Linked DNA regions of Mus musculus: all the other regions are linked to region 1. Evidence: chromatin contacts called from public HiChIP or PLAC-seq and promoter capture Hi-C data. All regions are on one chromosome and are shown on one strand. The core of a region is the stretch at or near the end of the contact, and the rest is flanking DNA. Distances in the headings are between cores, read along the strand shown. Region 1 holds the start of Smndc1 (survival motor neuron domain containing 1). Region 2 overlaps Add3 (adducin 3 (gamma)). Region 3 has its middle 28 kb from the start of Dusp5.

Region 1 (4,755 bases), core at 850-3,349:
GATATAGAATAAGCAAGAAATCATCAAAACACCCTGAAAACTGCTGAAGTATGGGTTCAGAACTTGAAGGACATTCTTAGGAACAAAGTTTCCATGTAAGATATTTACAAGTTATCCATGGTACTTTTCTTAACCTGGTGTTCTGAGAAGCAACAGGTATGTAAATTTGTCCTGAAACCCCAGTTCATGTCCTTAGATGTTTTGTTCTTCCTAAACTTGGCATGAAAAAGCTAATCTCTTTTGCACTATTTCAACTTCACTCAACAACTACAAAGCCCAGCCTTAAAGTCAAATACCTATAACATCCATACAGAATGTTATTCCCTAACACATTCTCACGATGTGGTTTTAATAAAAGTATAGACCCCATTAGCTTTGAAAAATAAGGCTGAATTTAATCTTCAGATAATTTTGTGTCATAAGAAGGATCTTAGTCAGATTGTATATTCCTCCCTTAATAGTGTTACCTTTTGAACTAAGTTTCCTTGTCAAGTCTTTTAAAACAAAAGCTTATTCCGTTGCAACGCCTCTTCTCATGAAATCCTGTAAGTACACACAGGATTTACAAAACCGAGTGTTTTGTTCCTTCTGATGTACACCAAGAGGAGCTAATGTGAGAAGCCTCAGTACCTGTGTACAAACAAGCATATACACGTGGGAGCGCCTTCCTCAGATGCTTTGCGTGCCTACGAGTCTTGAATGCATACTTTGAAAAAGACAAATCCTCTTCTCAAACAACCTCAACTCCAAGTGTCCACCTGTACTTACTTGCAAATCCTTCTTCAGTTTCAATAGATCTTCATTTTCTCCATTTCCAGAAAGGGCAGCTTCTACTTGCTGGAGTTGAGCTTTGTAGCTAGCCAACTGTTTTGCTAGATCCTCTGACATCTGAGGAAAATAAAGGCCCATAAGGCAAGTCAAATATCAAATTACAAAAAAACAACAACAAAAAAAAAACTTCCTCTGACCTGTCTAATTTAAATCACTCTTGCTACAAAATTCAAGTTCCGTTCATCACCATTTTAACTTTATTCATATTTAACTAATCCACAAACTTCAAGGCAATTAAATTCTAAAGACTGCAGATACGGCTGGTCAATTCTACACAGAAAGAGTTCCCCCGGAAAAATCATGCTATTAAAAAAGAAAAAAAAAAAAAAACCCTGCTTCTTCTTTAAGTATCATATATCATAGGAAGACAGTGTATGTCAATAAAGACTGCGACATACTTTTCAAAAGCTGAGAAAGTCAAAAATCAAGAGAAATTAAAATTCGCACGGACGGGTTCTTCCCCCCAGTCAGAGGAAGCGGTTTTCGGTTAACTACACCTTCGGCGTTTCCTCGCCTTTCTCTCCGGTGGAGGGAACCGCTCGGAGCGCTCACTCTTCCTTCACACGGAGGTCATCCTAGAAACCCGCCTCTCGCCCAACGCAGCTCGGCGTCGCCAGGGGTCCAGAAGCCCCTCTGGGCGGCCGCGGGGCAAACATACGGGTCCTCGGGGGACACCTCCGGGACATTCCGGCCCACCGGAAGCCTGGAACCCCGGCCGAGTCTTCCCGTCCGCGCGCGGGCTTCCCCGAGCCCGCTGGAGCCCCGGTCCACCATCTCCCACCAGGGAACGCAGACCTCCGCGTCCATGGAAACCGCCGAGCCCCGCACCCTCACAGAGGCTTCCCCCAGACGGCCACGTTCGCCGCCTCGTCCCGGAAGCCCCCACGCAGGCCGGGGCCGTCCACTGGGGGGTGCGAGAGCCGCTGCCTCCCCACACTGCCCTGGCCGGGCCCAGCTCTGACGCCGGCGCCCTCGCTTCCGGCCTCCGCCTCCACCTCCACTCCAGCCCGAGGCCCGAGGAGGCCTGACTCTCCCTCAGGGGCTCGTTACCTTGGGTGGGGCTGGGGTCGGGACGGCGGGCAGGGGTCGGGGAGGCGAGGCGAGGCGAGCGGCGTCAGGGGCGGCTGCAGCCGGGAAAGATTTTCCGCCGCGACGAGCCTCGGTCGGAAAAGGAGAAAGTCCGCCAGCGAGGGGGAGGGGAGAGAAGCCGGCCTCGGGCAGGAGGAGAGAGAGACAAGGCGAGCGAGATCTCGCGAGACCTACGGACTCTCGTGGAAAAGATGGCGCCCGGGTCACATGACCCTCGCCGCCCTCTCAGCAGCCTGCGATTGCAGCCTCGGAAGGCGGAGCGGGTGTGGTCTGATGGGCAGGAAGTGACGTGTCTGGGCCGCGCCGGGGGCAGAGGGCATGTTCGTTTTACGTCAGTTCCGCCTCGTGCTGGGAGCGGCAGCGAGTGGTTCTCTGTGGTGGGTGTTGTCCTCCGGTTCCCTGCGGCGTAAACTCGCGAGCCTTTCTGCCCAGCCCTGATGAGATTTAGTACCGGGAACGGGCTGGGAGTGATGGCGGGTGCCTTGTGTCCCACAGGGAGGCAGATGGCGGCGGCGGATCTGAGTCTGAGCCCGCATAGCGAGTTCCAGGCCAGCCAAGGCTACAGAGCGAGACCTTGAAGTCAAGAGAAGGGAAGTTTTTTGTTGTTTAGAAAATAAATATAGCCAATAAAGATAGAGTGATAGAAGTGGAACGGTGACCATTTGAGGTGCTTAGGCATCACCCATGGTAGGTAAAAGCCATGTGATGTAAGAAAATAGAGAAAGGTAGGATGTTTAGAGTCAAAGCTGGCAATCGCTCACCCAGCGATCAACTTCAGCATCACTAGTTGTGAGACAACCTTACTTTATGCATGTTTATGACCGAGTGACAGTCAACATGAAGTGACTGTCACCTCTGAGGAAGTATAATCAAAGCCCTTTTGAGTTTAAAGGAAATAATAAGCATAACGTGTTGAATGTCCGTGAGGAAAGAAACACCCATCCAGAATGTGCGATTTTTTTTTGACTTAAATAATTCAAGAGTAATGTAATTTTAATGAGAAATACCTCCCTTCGTCTTGGCCATTTGGAGTAGTTTAGAGGTGTTCCCTGCCTTGTGCAGATTGGAGAGGTTAAAGACACACACACCACTTAAATTTGAGCTCTCGGCGCTGTATGTGCAGTTTGATGCCGGCTCACAACAAAATACTTCAGCCATCATGTCCTTGGCCTGCTGCTGCCCCTGCCCGGCCATTATAGACTCACTCCGGAGCCATAAGCTAAAATAAAATCGTTAAGCTGCCTTGGTCATGGTGTTTTATCACAGCAACAAAGAAGGAAGCAATGCTATTAAAAGGAGTAAGGACTGTTTTGGATTAGAAGATTAAAAAGATGGGTATGGTGGTGCCTGTGTGTAGTCTCTGTTGTGCCAGGAAATGTTCATGAGCCCCCCCCCAAAAAAAAAACCACCAGGGAGCTGATTCTGATGCAATTGAACTAGGTTCTTTTGTTCAAGCTCGAGCTTGGGCCTCACCACCCTCTCTGATGCAAGAGAACTGGGGGCCGGGGGTGCAAACGCAGGGTTGTAGATTTGTTAGGAAATAACCTGGAAACTGGTGTTGGATGTAGGTTTTGTTGTGAGGTAACCTGGAAACTGGTGTTAGGCACAGGACTTGTTGGGGGGAGGGGGGGGCGTAGCCTGGAAACTGGTGCTAGATACTGGCCTGTTAGTTTACTTGAGTTTAACCTTAGGTCAGGTTCTCTAAGATGGAGTCCGAACCCTGAAGGTTTGGTCTCAAGTACACCAGAGGCAGAGGGAGGAAAATCAACTGAAATTTAAAAAGTGCCTGGACTAGTGTACTCCAGGCCTTCCAGGTCTAATAGCAAGTGCCTATCTCAAGATCCAAACAAGCAAAAGGAGAAATGATAATGAAGTATGTAAATGTTGATTGGATCTTTGTATTAGTCAGACTTCTCTAGAGTCACAGAACTCTATGAAATAAGGAAATTTGTTATGACAACTTACAGTCTGGAGTCCAGCTCCCCAACAATGGTCAGCTGTAAATGGAAGTCCAAGGATCTAGTAGTTGCTCAGACCCACAAGGCTAGTAGATTCCAATAGATGTGCTGGCAAGTAAATGCAAGCAGATATTGAATTTAATGGAGAACGTGTAACAGTTCATGGTACAAATCTCTTAATTCCCTGTAATTTCATTTTGATAATTTTCAAAATGAAAATATGGAGAAATTACTTATAGCCTTGCAAAATAGATTTCGAATGGTTTCATGCCTGTGTGCATGTGTATGCACATGTATGTGTGTGCATGTGTCCCAAAAGACCACCAAGGAGCCGACTCCAATGCAGTTGCACTAGGGTCTCTCATTCAAGCTCCAGTTCTGGCTCACTCACTGCAGACCCTGTCACAGTAGGACCAGAGGGTGAAGCAGCCTTAAGCCCTCAGTGGGACAAGGTTTTATAGGAAATGTCGAGCAAGTGAGAGGGGTTACAGCCTGCCAAGCATCTCACTGAATAACTATTGTAAGCTGACAGGTGGGTGCTCTGAAGCAAAACCATGAACAATCACAGAGGGTCTGAAAGTACATCGCAAACAATCAGACTAATCTTGACTGGCTGTTGCTAGGAAGTAGCTAGGGAGTAACTCTGGGGTACGGGCCAAGGACAAGCCGTGGGGTCCTTCCTGGTACTTGGGTGTGGCTTAGGTTCAGCTGTAAGTCAAGCACTCAGGCTCTTTCTGCTTTAAGATGGAGTAGGTTTGCCCCTCCCATGTGTCCCTGTGCACACGTGTTGGCAACGATGGGAGGAGACTGGAGGAAAATGCTGGGCGATTGCTTAGTAAGTACAGACAGAAGGTGAGAGTACAAATACATATGTGGT
Region 2 (4,755 bases), core at 1,459-3,958, 230 kb before region 1:
CAACTGTTGTCAATGCTCTGTGTGTGTGTGTGTGTGTGTGTGTGGTGTGGTGTGTGTGTGTGTGTGTGTGTGTGTGTGTGTGTGTGTGTGTGTGTGTGAGATGTTTGTGTGTGTTTATCATCGCTGACTGGATCAATTTTTGATATACTGTTGTTCGATTGCAGTACTCAAGGTAATAGAGTCTTTTGGTACCATAAAGAGGGCTGTGAAATGATTATAAATTGCTAGAAGCTGGTCTGACCAAATCTTATTAAGTAGGAGAGATCCCTCGGAGTAGGCACTTGCATGCTGCCAAATTACAGCACTCCACTGTCAAAATGCATCCAGTAGCCACATACATGTGACCGTTGCCACCTGAAATGTTATGTACACAGTAGATTTTAAAGACTAATTATAGAAAAAGGATACAAAATTCTCAGTTTTTAATATTGATTATACATAGATGTGAACTTTCAGTGTTTCATTAAACAAAGTATATTAAAATTAGATTGTGGACTTGTAACCAGAGTCCTGGGGAAGTGTCAGACAGACAGACAGACACAGTCAGTCAGTCAGTTAGTTCCCAGGGTCTCATCAACCAGCCAGCCTAAGCAAAGCAGTAAGTTCTGAGTTCAGTGAGAGACTCTGCCTCACAGATAATTAAATAAGTAAGGCAGATAAGCCATTGAGGACAGACATCCTCGAGTTAACCTCTGCCCACCTGCCTCACCTGCACACTCATCATACATTGCACCCTGAACCTCATGTAAACTAAGCAATTATTTTTGCTTTTCTTTAAAAATGGGACTCTATACGACAGATTAATTAGCCTTGAACTTATGATGCTACTGCAACCTCCCAAGTGTTGTAAGCACACATCACCTTCCACAGCAGGCCTCCCTGTTGACGATTGCTATACCTACTAGAAAGCGCCACATCATACTTGTGCTGAACACTTGTGCTCCCACAAAGGAAAGGCTCCATGCTGTGCTCCTTCCAGGTGGGAGCTGGCAGAAATCTGGGAAAGGCTTCCTCAGTTTCTCTAGCTTCAAGAACGCCAGCCGACATGTTTGGCTGGCTTGTGTAACAAGTGCTGTTTCTGTTTTGGAGGAGTTTAACTTGCTGTTACTGCCTCGTTCTGTAATTTTCTCAGGGTAAGGTTAGAAACAGGAAGTGGTCGTTCTATTCTGATGGGTGTTTGCTGAGTCTTGTCCACCCTTCTTGAAAACAGGTGACAAAAATAAATTTATAGCTACTGTCTTCGTTCATATTGCTACAACAAACACCATCACCAAAACCCAAAACACATTATATTTTCATTTTCTCTGTGCTCTGGTATGAAGCACCGTGCAGTAGGTAAAGGAGCCTCTTGCTCAAAGTTCCCTGCTGCTTAGGATCCTTGTATTGCTTTCCTCCAGGCTACCTGCTACCCCATTGGGTACCTGGTGAGTACCTCAGACATCAATGAAGTTTTCTTTTTAAAAATTTAATTGAGGAAAATTATGTGACCATGTATAACATGTTTTAAAAGAGTATTAAAGAGCAGCTAAACTATTTACATGTGCCTTACCTATTTTACACACGTTTTAAAACAAAACTTATTTTATTTCTTGAGATGGGGGTCTCACTATATAACCCTGGCTGACCTGGAACTAACTCTGTAGACCAGGCTGGCCTTGAACTCACAGAGATTCTCTTGCCTTGTCTCCCACCACCCAGCTATCGGCTTACTTTTTGTGGTGAGAACACTACAGTTGGATGTTTTCAAGAGAGACTTCAGGTTACTGACAGCCTTTTGAGCAGTGTGGAACATCAGAAGCTTGGGAAAGAGTGGCCTTCTCATGTTGAAACATCACTGAAAGCTCTTCAGACGCTTTCAGGAAAACACAGGAAGAGTCTCTTCTAAGTGCCAGGAATATCACATCTTAAGCTTCAGAGATCAACCATATAAGATCCATCCCATATACAACCACCAAACCCAGACACTATTGCATATGCCAGAAAGATTTTGCTGACAGGACCCTGATATAGCTGTCTCTTGTGAGGCTATGCCAGTGCCTGGCAAATACAGAAGTGGATGCTCACAGTCGTCTATTGGATGGATCACAGGGCCCCCAATGAAGGAGCTAGAGAAAGTACCCAAGGAGCTGAAGGGGTCTGTAACCCTATAGGTGGAACAACAATATGAACTAACCAGTACCCCCAGAGCTTGTGTCTCTAGCTGCGTATGTATCAGAAGATGGCCTAGTCAGCCATCAATGGGAGGAGAGGCCCTTGGTCTTACAAAGATCATATGCCCCACTACAGGAGAATGCCAGGGCCAGGAAGTGGGAGTGGGTGGGTTGGGGAGTGGAGTGGAGTGGGGTGGGGTGGGGGTGGGGGTGGGAAGGGTATAGGGGACTTTGGAGATAGCATTTGAAATGTAAATGAAGAAAATATTTAATAAAAAAAGAAAGAAAAATGAGAAGCTACCTCAAAAGAAAGAGAGAGAGAAAGAGAGAGAGGAAGGAAGGAAGGAAGGAAGAAAGAAAGCAAGCAAGCAAGCAAGCAAGCCTTCTTTACAGACAGTGTTGAAGTAAGACAAAGGGGTAGAATAAGTGTACTGAGTGGATAAGCCTTGCATTAATCCTAGGCCATGTCTTAATGGCAATGTCCTTGACATTGCCGCACCGAGACTGAGCAAGTGGAAATGTCAGAGTGCTGGCATGTTAGCTGCTAAGTTAGACTGCTTGTGACTGTGATCTGCGCGCTGTGCAGGGCTGGATGCTGCCTTTGCTCCCAACTGCTGTTCTCACTTAGGTTCAAGTACCTGTTACTGACTTTGGAAAAACACAAGGAGGAAGAGAAATATTGAAAAGTAGCTCAGGGCTGGAGAGGGTTATGTTTAAAGAGCAGAGCACGGCCAGGACGAGTGCTGTGCATCTGTAGTCTCAGCGTTTGCCAGCTGAGGCAGGAGGATTGAGGATTTGTGGCCTACATGGGTTTCAGAGTGACTTTGAAGAGAGGTGGGGTGGGGAGCACAGAGTGCAGGAAGTACGAAGTATAGAAGTGTGTTTCCGACTAGGTGGTGGGGATCCCGTTTTCCTGAGTCTCCCAGTATCCTACCTGGGTACCTGTAGGGAGTTGTAGCGTCTGAGATGAGCAGCTTCTGTAATTGTCTGCCTAGTCTGCCTCGCTCGCCTCCATGACTGAGATCATGGCAGGTTTAAATGCGTGTTGCTTATGCTCTTATGCTACATATGTTGTTGTTTTATATTGTTTATTATTTATCTGAAGTATCATCTACCTGAAATTTCATCAAGAGGAAAGGAATATGCACCATAGAGCATCCATATTATGGTTAAGAGAAGTAAGAGTTAACTGAGCAGCCAAACTAACTGGGACTAACGTGGCACTCATCCCTCAGCTTTATAACGAGGCAGTAGCCTCCTTGTGGGTGGGGGAGGGGAGTGTGAACTCAGTGACTTTCCTAATTCAGTCACTCATCCCTTTAACCCCTGTAAAATTGATTTGCTTTTGTAGGTCAATTATATAATGTTTGTGTGCATGGTGTTGTTCCAAGTGAAAAGCTCTGGTGAATGGCTATTTTGGAAGAAAAGATTGGGATATATTCATAGTAATAAGCTTGGTTTGCATTTCTGGGTGACTCATGATCTTCAGCTTCTAACCAAGTTAGTGAAGGGTTGCTATAACTACCAGATGGCAGGCTTTCCTAATCCAGTGTTAGATGCCAACAGGCTAATAACAGAATAGATGTATGCAGAGTGCACAGATTGGAGTATTATTTAAACTGCTCATCTAGTTGAAACTGCACATTTAAAGGAGGTATAAATGCATTTGTGTATGATACAATTGTTTGGTTTTCAGGACAGTCTCTGAATGCATTTGTAGTGGGTATTTTATGTAAAATGCTTTGTGTCTAAGGGGTATTTTGCCAAGTGCCAGTCTAAAATTTACTTGGGCTCCATCCAGCTGGCAGGTCAGATGTGCTCAGTTCCGGAGAATGGATTCATAGTGGAAGCAGTGTTCGTGCAGTGCAATTACTTTAAAATTAGTTGGTTTATAATTAAAAATTTTCAACTGCTATATTAAAACTACACAGCATAGACATTAAATATCTAGCAGAAATACTTCATGCTCATGTTGTATTCTTAGAACATTTAGAAGCTTTACAGAAAAACCCACGGAAACAAACTCATGAGCTGCCCTCAGTTGATTTTAATGTCCACTTTGAGTTCCTAGGGTAATGGATGGCTTCTACGACTCTGTGAACAAGACGGATGCCGAAGTGCCGACGGCGTAGGCCTAGTGCATAGGACGAGGAGCTGTGTTTCTGTGTAGGGAAAGCTGTAGTCGTGTTCTTTAAGGGAAGCAGGTAGTTAAGTACTGGATACCACTTGGTACAGGTGAAACGGGTCCCAGATGAGGGATTTGCCACTGTAGCCTCAACACCGTGAGGTGAGCTCTGCAGAGGGCAGGAGTGCACTGCCATGGTTCCATGTTATTCCCAGAGGACCATCTCCCACCGCCTGTCCTGTGTGTGCCTCCTTAGTGTAGAGGTTTCTCAGCAGAGTACTTCCAGGCATGCTGGGAAAACTGCTTTCCTGCACCTTCTTTGAAAGGTTCACAATGCACCTTAGCATAGTGCAGACTGAGATGTGTGCTCACGGGTGGTGTTTTCTTCAGTGACTACAGCACAAAAATGAACAGCCCCCATAGTGGCGTCTCCATAGTGGAGCTCTCATTTCTGGACATGTGTTGGAGAAACAGGCTGTT
Region 3 (4,755 bases), core at 1,367-3,866, 170 kb after region 1:
TGGGTTAGTAGCCAGAGTTCCAAGTACAATTTATCAGTGAAGGCCATGGCCATTGGACTTCACCAAGACTTACTGGGAAGATCCTAGGTTTTATGGTACACGCTGCTTAGCTAGAGACAGCATGACCCCTCATCCAGTCTGTCTCCCAGTCATCTCCCATCCCATCCTTCCAGGCATCAGGGATTCAGGGTGCAGAGGGCATAGTCTTCCTTTATGGCAGTTAACAGTTTCATGCAAATGGATGTGTCAACAAGCTGTCACTACCCACCATAGGAAAGGGACCAGCAAGGAGCGTTGGGGGTCCAACCCACCACAGCTTCCTCTCTCAGACAATCAAGTCTGAGACCAAGGTCAAGGAAGGCAGGTAGCAGGCCCTGAGTCAGGAGTCTGGTGCCTGGCAGGAAGTGCCAGGGAGGCTGACCCACCCCTGCACTCTCCTCTCCCCTCTGCATCAGCTCCCCCCCACACCCCATTTTCTGGTCTGTTCCTGGCTTCCTGCCCTTCACAACATGGCTTTCCAGGTTCCCAGGGCAGCAGAGTGGGTGGTAGGTCTCCGGCTTCTGAGAATGTTTTCAAGAATGCTATTGTGGTTTATTTTCTAGAAATTCAGGACATTTCCATCACACTTAGGAAAGGAGTGGGAGGCACAGGGCCCGATGAGCAGTCTGACTGGAATGCTGGTCTGGAATACTGGAAAGTGACTGACTGGGAATCGAGACTTAAGTTGACAAAGCCATAGGAACACACCCTGGCGATCTTAAACAGCAGAAGGGTTCACAACATAGGGGGATCTGAGATGTGACAGCTTATTGAAAAAAATAAGCAAAAAAATTTAAAAATACACAGGCCTAGAGCAGCAAGTAGGTGAAATGGACATTTCACCTAAGTGAAGGCTCAGAATGGTTTACCACTGAGGCCAGGTGGTACAGCGAAGGCGGTGGCAGCAGAGGGCCCTTAGAGTCTAGGAGCCAGGCCATGGGCTAGAAAAGCAGGCTTGCTTATCTTTGGTCTGCACCCAGATCTGCTGCACTAGGCTTGAAGGCTGCTGCGTTGCCCTTGGCCTTGGAGGGTAGGGGTCTGGGGGTAGGGCTGGGGGAGGGGAACCTGTTATCCAGAACAAAGTCCTGCCTGTTGGATGGGGCTTTGGGTCCTCTACCATGGCACCTCAGTGATGCTGTGGAGATGTAAAAGAAATCTAAGGAGAGAGGTTTGCACAGTGCCAGATGGTCAGTAGATGCCGGCAAGGGGCTCTTGGCCACTGGTGTATGACACGAGTGTGACACGCTTCTCTTTCAAATAAGGTACAGGTAGTTTTCATTCTAAATGGTGGCAGTGCCTGCCTTTGATACCAGCCTAGCACTCAAGGAGCTAGTCTACAGAGAGTGTTCCAGAACTGTCAGGGCTGCACAGAGAAATCCTGTCCCAGAAAACGAAAGGAAAAAAAGAAAAAAACAAAAAAAAAAACAATTTCTACCCACAGACACCCACTGTCAGTATTGAATGTTTCCAGTCAGTCTGGTTTCTATGCATTAGATGTAGCCCTTCCTTGATTCCTCCTCCCTCTCACCTTCCCCCCTCCCCTCTTCTCTCTCCTCCTCCTTCCCCTCCTCCCTCATTCTCTCCCCTTTCTTTTAAGTTCCTGTGAACAGCTGTTAGGGTCTGTGTACATAGCTGTGTGCCCTACCTTGTGCTGTTATTAACAATCGACAATCACCCTTCTTTTTTTTTTTTTTTTTTTTTTAAAGATTTATTTATTATATGTAAGTACACTGTAGCTGTCTTCAGACACTCCAGAAGAGGGCATCAGATCTTGTTACAGATGGTTGTGAGCCACCATGTGGTTGCGGGGATTTGAACTCCGTACCTTCGGAAGAGCAGTCGGGTGCTCTTACCCACTGAGCCATCTCACCAGCCCGACAATCACCCTTCTTAACAGCTGGATTTAGGAGGCTCACAGAGTGGCGTGTGTTTATAAATTATGAACATCCTTTAACAAAAACCACTTCGGAATCTGGAATTATTATTTGGAATGCTAATGGTTAACTCATTGACATTTTAACGCTGCTAATGAAGTTTATCTCAATGGGCTTTGGGGAAGCTGTCTGCTTCAATTCCCACAATTCAGAGAGGGTAGGAGGGGAATGTAAGGTGACCCTCCCCACCTCCTTTCCCTTCTTCCCCCACCCTCTCTCTTCCAGGGGTCCTTTCCATGCCACCAGAAGAGGGCGTGTACACAGGTCTAGTGTCATCCCTATTCCACTCTTCTGCCCACTGCTTTCTCACGTTCTCAATATGCTCAACCGCTGATTAGGCTGGAGTGGTTTTTCCGGCCTGTGAAATTACCTGCCATTAGTGGAAAGTGTCCCAGCCTTGTCTCTTGCCAGCTTGGGACTTCGGGCAATTTTCTTAGATTTCTCAACCTGTTTTGGTAAAATAAAGTATGGCTGCTAGGATTAAAGAGGGGGCGTCTAGATGGCAAGTTTTCCCCCAAGTCTTCCACGTCCCCAATCCAACGCGCCCCGCCTAGGCCCCCTGCTTTCCGCAGGGTTCCGGGAAGTGGTTCTGCCAGAGACTGCCTAGGAGCAGCTGTGGAGTCAGGTGACCCAACTCCCCACAGGGGTGACTAAAATACCAGCGATGCCGATTATTTGGACTTCCTGGGCAGGGCCTGCCACCGCTGTGACTGGTGGGACCTTGGAAGCAACAGTAATTAATATTTTGCCAGGTGTGATTCCAATGGCCCCGCCAAAGCAAGGGGTCCCACCCTGAGCAGGGAGCCCGTGGGAACTGCCTGAGCTGCATTCCCGGGCTGGTGATTGTGCCACATGCTCCTCCTGGGTTCCATGCAGGGGACGTCCCTAGCCTTGCCCCGGGGTTCAGATGCTGCAGGAAGGAGCATTCCACCCCCATCCTAGCACCCCCAGTCTCCAGGCAGGCACTCTCAAGGAGTCCCCTCCTAATCCACGTGGACTTGTCCCTGTAGCTCCTAGAGTAGAAGTCCTGGTGGCTATGGTTGAGAGGGCACGGGAGTTGTGGCGTGTTTATAAAAGGATAAAGCGATATAAGATATGTTCTATAGGGGTGTGGTGAGGTATGGGGAAGGGGATGTCTCAGCGGGCCCATGCGGAGTCAACTCTTCCCCCCGTGGGACCAGCCACACGGTATAGTACAGAATAGAGTTTATTTAGGGCGTGGGGAGGAGAGTTAAGAGGGTAGTGGAGGCAGAGAAAGGCAGGGGTGGGGGGCGTAGAGGAGAAAAACAGAGGTCGGCCATGAGCACGTGGAGAGAGAGGGGGGAAGGGAATGGGGAGAGAGGGGGGAGCATGAGAGCAAGGGAAAGAGGAGGGGGGCAGCGCCTTTTATAGTGGGTCGCCTACCCCCCGCTGTTGCCAGGTAACTGTGGGGAGGAGCATACCTGGCTGTTGCCAGATGACTGTGAGATGGAGTTTAGACAGAATGCTAACAAGTTGGGGTCGGAGTTGGGGTATCAGTCTTTCCCATACACACCTTCCAAATTCATAGGAGTCAGAAACTCAAAGGGCTCTGGGACCCTAATCTCCATCTTCCTCCTTTTATAGTGGGTACCACGGCTCCCGAAAGTGGATTGATTGTTCTACGTGGAATTATAAGAAAAACGACTAAATAAGGACAGTGAACTGGAAGCTGGGTTTTGGTTTTTTTTTGTTTGTTTGTTTTTTTCTAGACAGGGTTTCTCTATGTAGCCTTGGCTGTCCTGGAACTTGCTCTGTAGACCTGGGCTCGAACTCACAGAGATCTGTCTACCTCTGACTCAAAATGCTAGGATTAAAGCCATGTGACACCACCATCAAGCTGGCATTTATTATTATTATTGCTGTTGTTGTTATTGTTATTATTATTCATGAATGTTTTGCTGGCGTGTATGTGAGTGTGCTGTCATACATACTGTCAGAAGAGAACTTCGAATGCCCTGGAACTGGAGTTATGGATGGCTGTAAACCACCATGTGGATGCTTGGAATAGAACCCAGGTCTTCTTCGTGAACAAGTGTGCACCTGCCCATCTCTCCTGCCCCTGACTGAAGTTTCCAAGAGTTATTGTTTTCAATGATGTAGAAAGCACCCCAAATCCAAGTTCTGTTATTTCCCCAGCTCCTGAAATTCCTTTTCACGCTCTTCATTTTAAGCTACTGCCATCCCCCATTTTAAATAAAGGTTTCCCTGGGTAGCCCTGTCTCACTTTGAACTCACAATCCTCCTGCCTCAGGCTCCCTAGTGTTAAAATTATAGGCATGAACCATTATGACCATTATAGGCATGAACTATTATGACCAGGCTAAACTACCATCCTCAGCTAAACTTCACGAGTTTGCTGCCAATTCTCCTGGCAGGGACCACATTCCAGTTAAAAGTACTGTTTCTGGAGTCAGGCAGTGGTAGCATATGCTTTTAAGCAAATTTTGAGTTCAAGGATAACCTGGTCTACAGAGTGAATTCCAGAGTTGCCAGGGCTACACTGAGAAATTCTGTCTCAAAAAAACAAAAAACAAAAAACAAAAAACAAAAAACAAAAACAAAAAACCAAAACCAAAAGCCCAAAAAAAACAAACAAAAAACTGTTTCTGGGGCTGGAGAGATGGCTCAGTGTTTCAGAGCACTGACAGCTCTTCCAGAGGTCCTGAGTTCAATTCCCAGCAACTACATGGTGGCTCACAACCATCTGTAATGGGATCTGATGCCCTCTCTGGTGTGTGTCTGAAGACGGCTGCAGTGTACT

Evidence for each region. Promoter capture Hi-C pulls out the DNA fragments that hold promoters and counts their contacts. HiChIP or PLAC-seq counts read pairs in DNA pulled down with a chosen protein or histone mark.
Region 2: a contact with region 1 is called in a promoter capture Hi-C map of hematopoietic stem and progenitor cells. The contact joins the enhancer-like site here to the promoter of Smndc1 in region 1. A contact is called at or near these places in 4 of 39 promoter capture datasets (the C10 cell line, cranial neural crest, hematopoietic stem and progenitor cells and 1 more), 3 of 115 datasets of contacts at active chromatin or transcription factors (effector CD8 T cells, microglia and pancreatic cancer cells) and 2 of 9 other capture datasets (adipose tissue and liver).
Region 3: a contact with region 1 is called in an H3K27ac HiChIP or PLAC-seq map of embryonic stem cells, with 35 read pairs. The contact joins the enhancer-like site here to the promoter of Smndc1 in region 1. A contact is called at or near these places in 11 of 39 promoter capture datasets (the C10 cell line, the HPC-7 cell line, HPC-7-derived erythroid cells and 9 more), 2 of 15 datasets of contacts at CTCF or cohesin (CD8 T cells and large pre-B cells), 31 of 484 Hi-C or Micro-C datasets (the 3T3-L1 cell line, the Ba/F3 cell line, CD8 T cells and 20 more), 37 of 115 datasets of contacts at active chromatin or transcription factors (the 230-238 cell line, CD8 T cells, the HPC-7 cell line and 25 more) and 3 of 9 other capture datasets (adipose tissue, bone marrow-derived macrophages and liver).

Annotation. Positions count from the first base shown.
Region 1 is chr19:53,388,535-53,393,289 of GRCm38.p6, forward strand. It overlaps Smndc1 (survival motor neuron domain containing 1), which reads right to left and starts at 2,100. Exons shown (of 6, transcript NM_172429.3): 1 at 1,882-2,100; 2 at 769-888. The coding sequence starts at 888.
Region 2 is chr19:53,162,108-53,166,862 of GRCm38.p6, forward strand. All of the region lies in intron 1 of Add3 (adducin 3 (gamma)), which reads left to right. Among named protein-coding and RNA genes, the nearest start is that of Add3, 22 kb to the left of the region's middle. Within about 2 kb of position 2,709, at least 73 of the 459 cell types and tissues checked have an H3K27ac peak or open chromatin away from gene starts, as enhancers often do. A contact at or near this core is called in hematopoietic stem and progenitor cells and microglia, where this site is marked.
Region 3 is chr19:53,554,820-53,559,574 of GRCm38.p6, forward strand. No RefSeq gene overlaps it. Among named protein-coding and RNA genes, the nearest start is that of Dusp5, 28 kb to the left of the region's middle. Within about 2 kb of position 2,617, at least 89 of the 459 cell types and tissues checked have an H3K27ac peak or open chromatin away from gene starts, as enhancers often do. A contact at or near this core is called in CD8 T cells, Th1 cells, acute myeloid leukemia and 9 more, where this site is marked.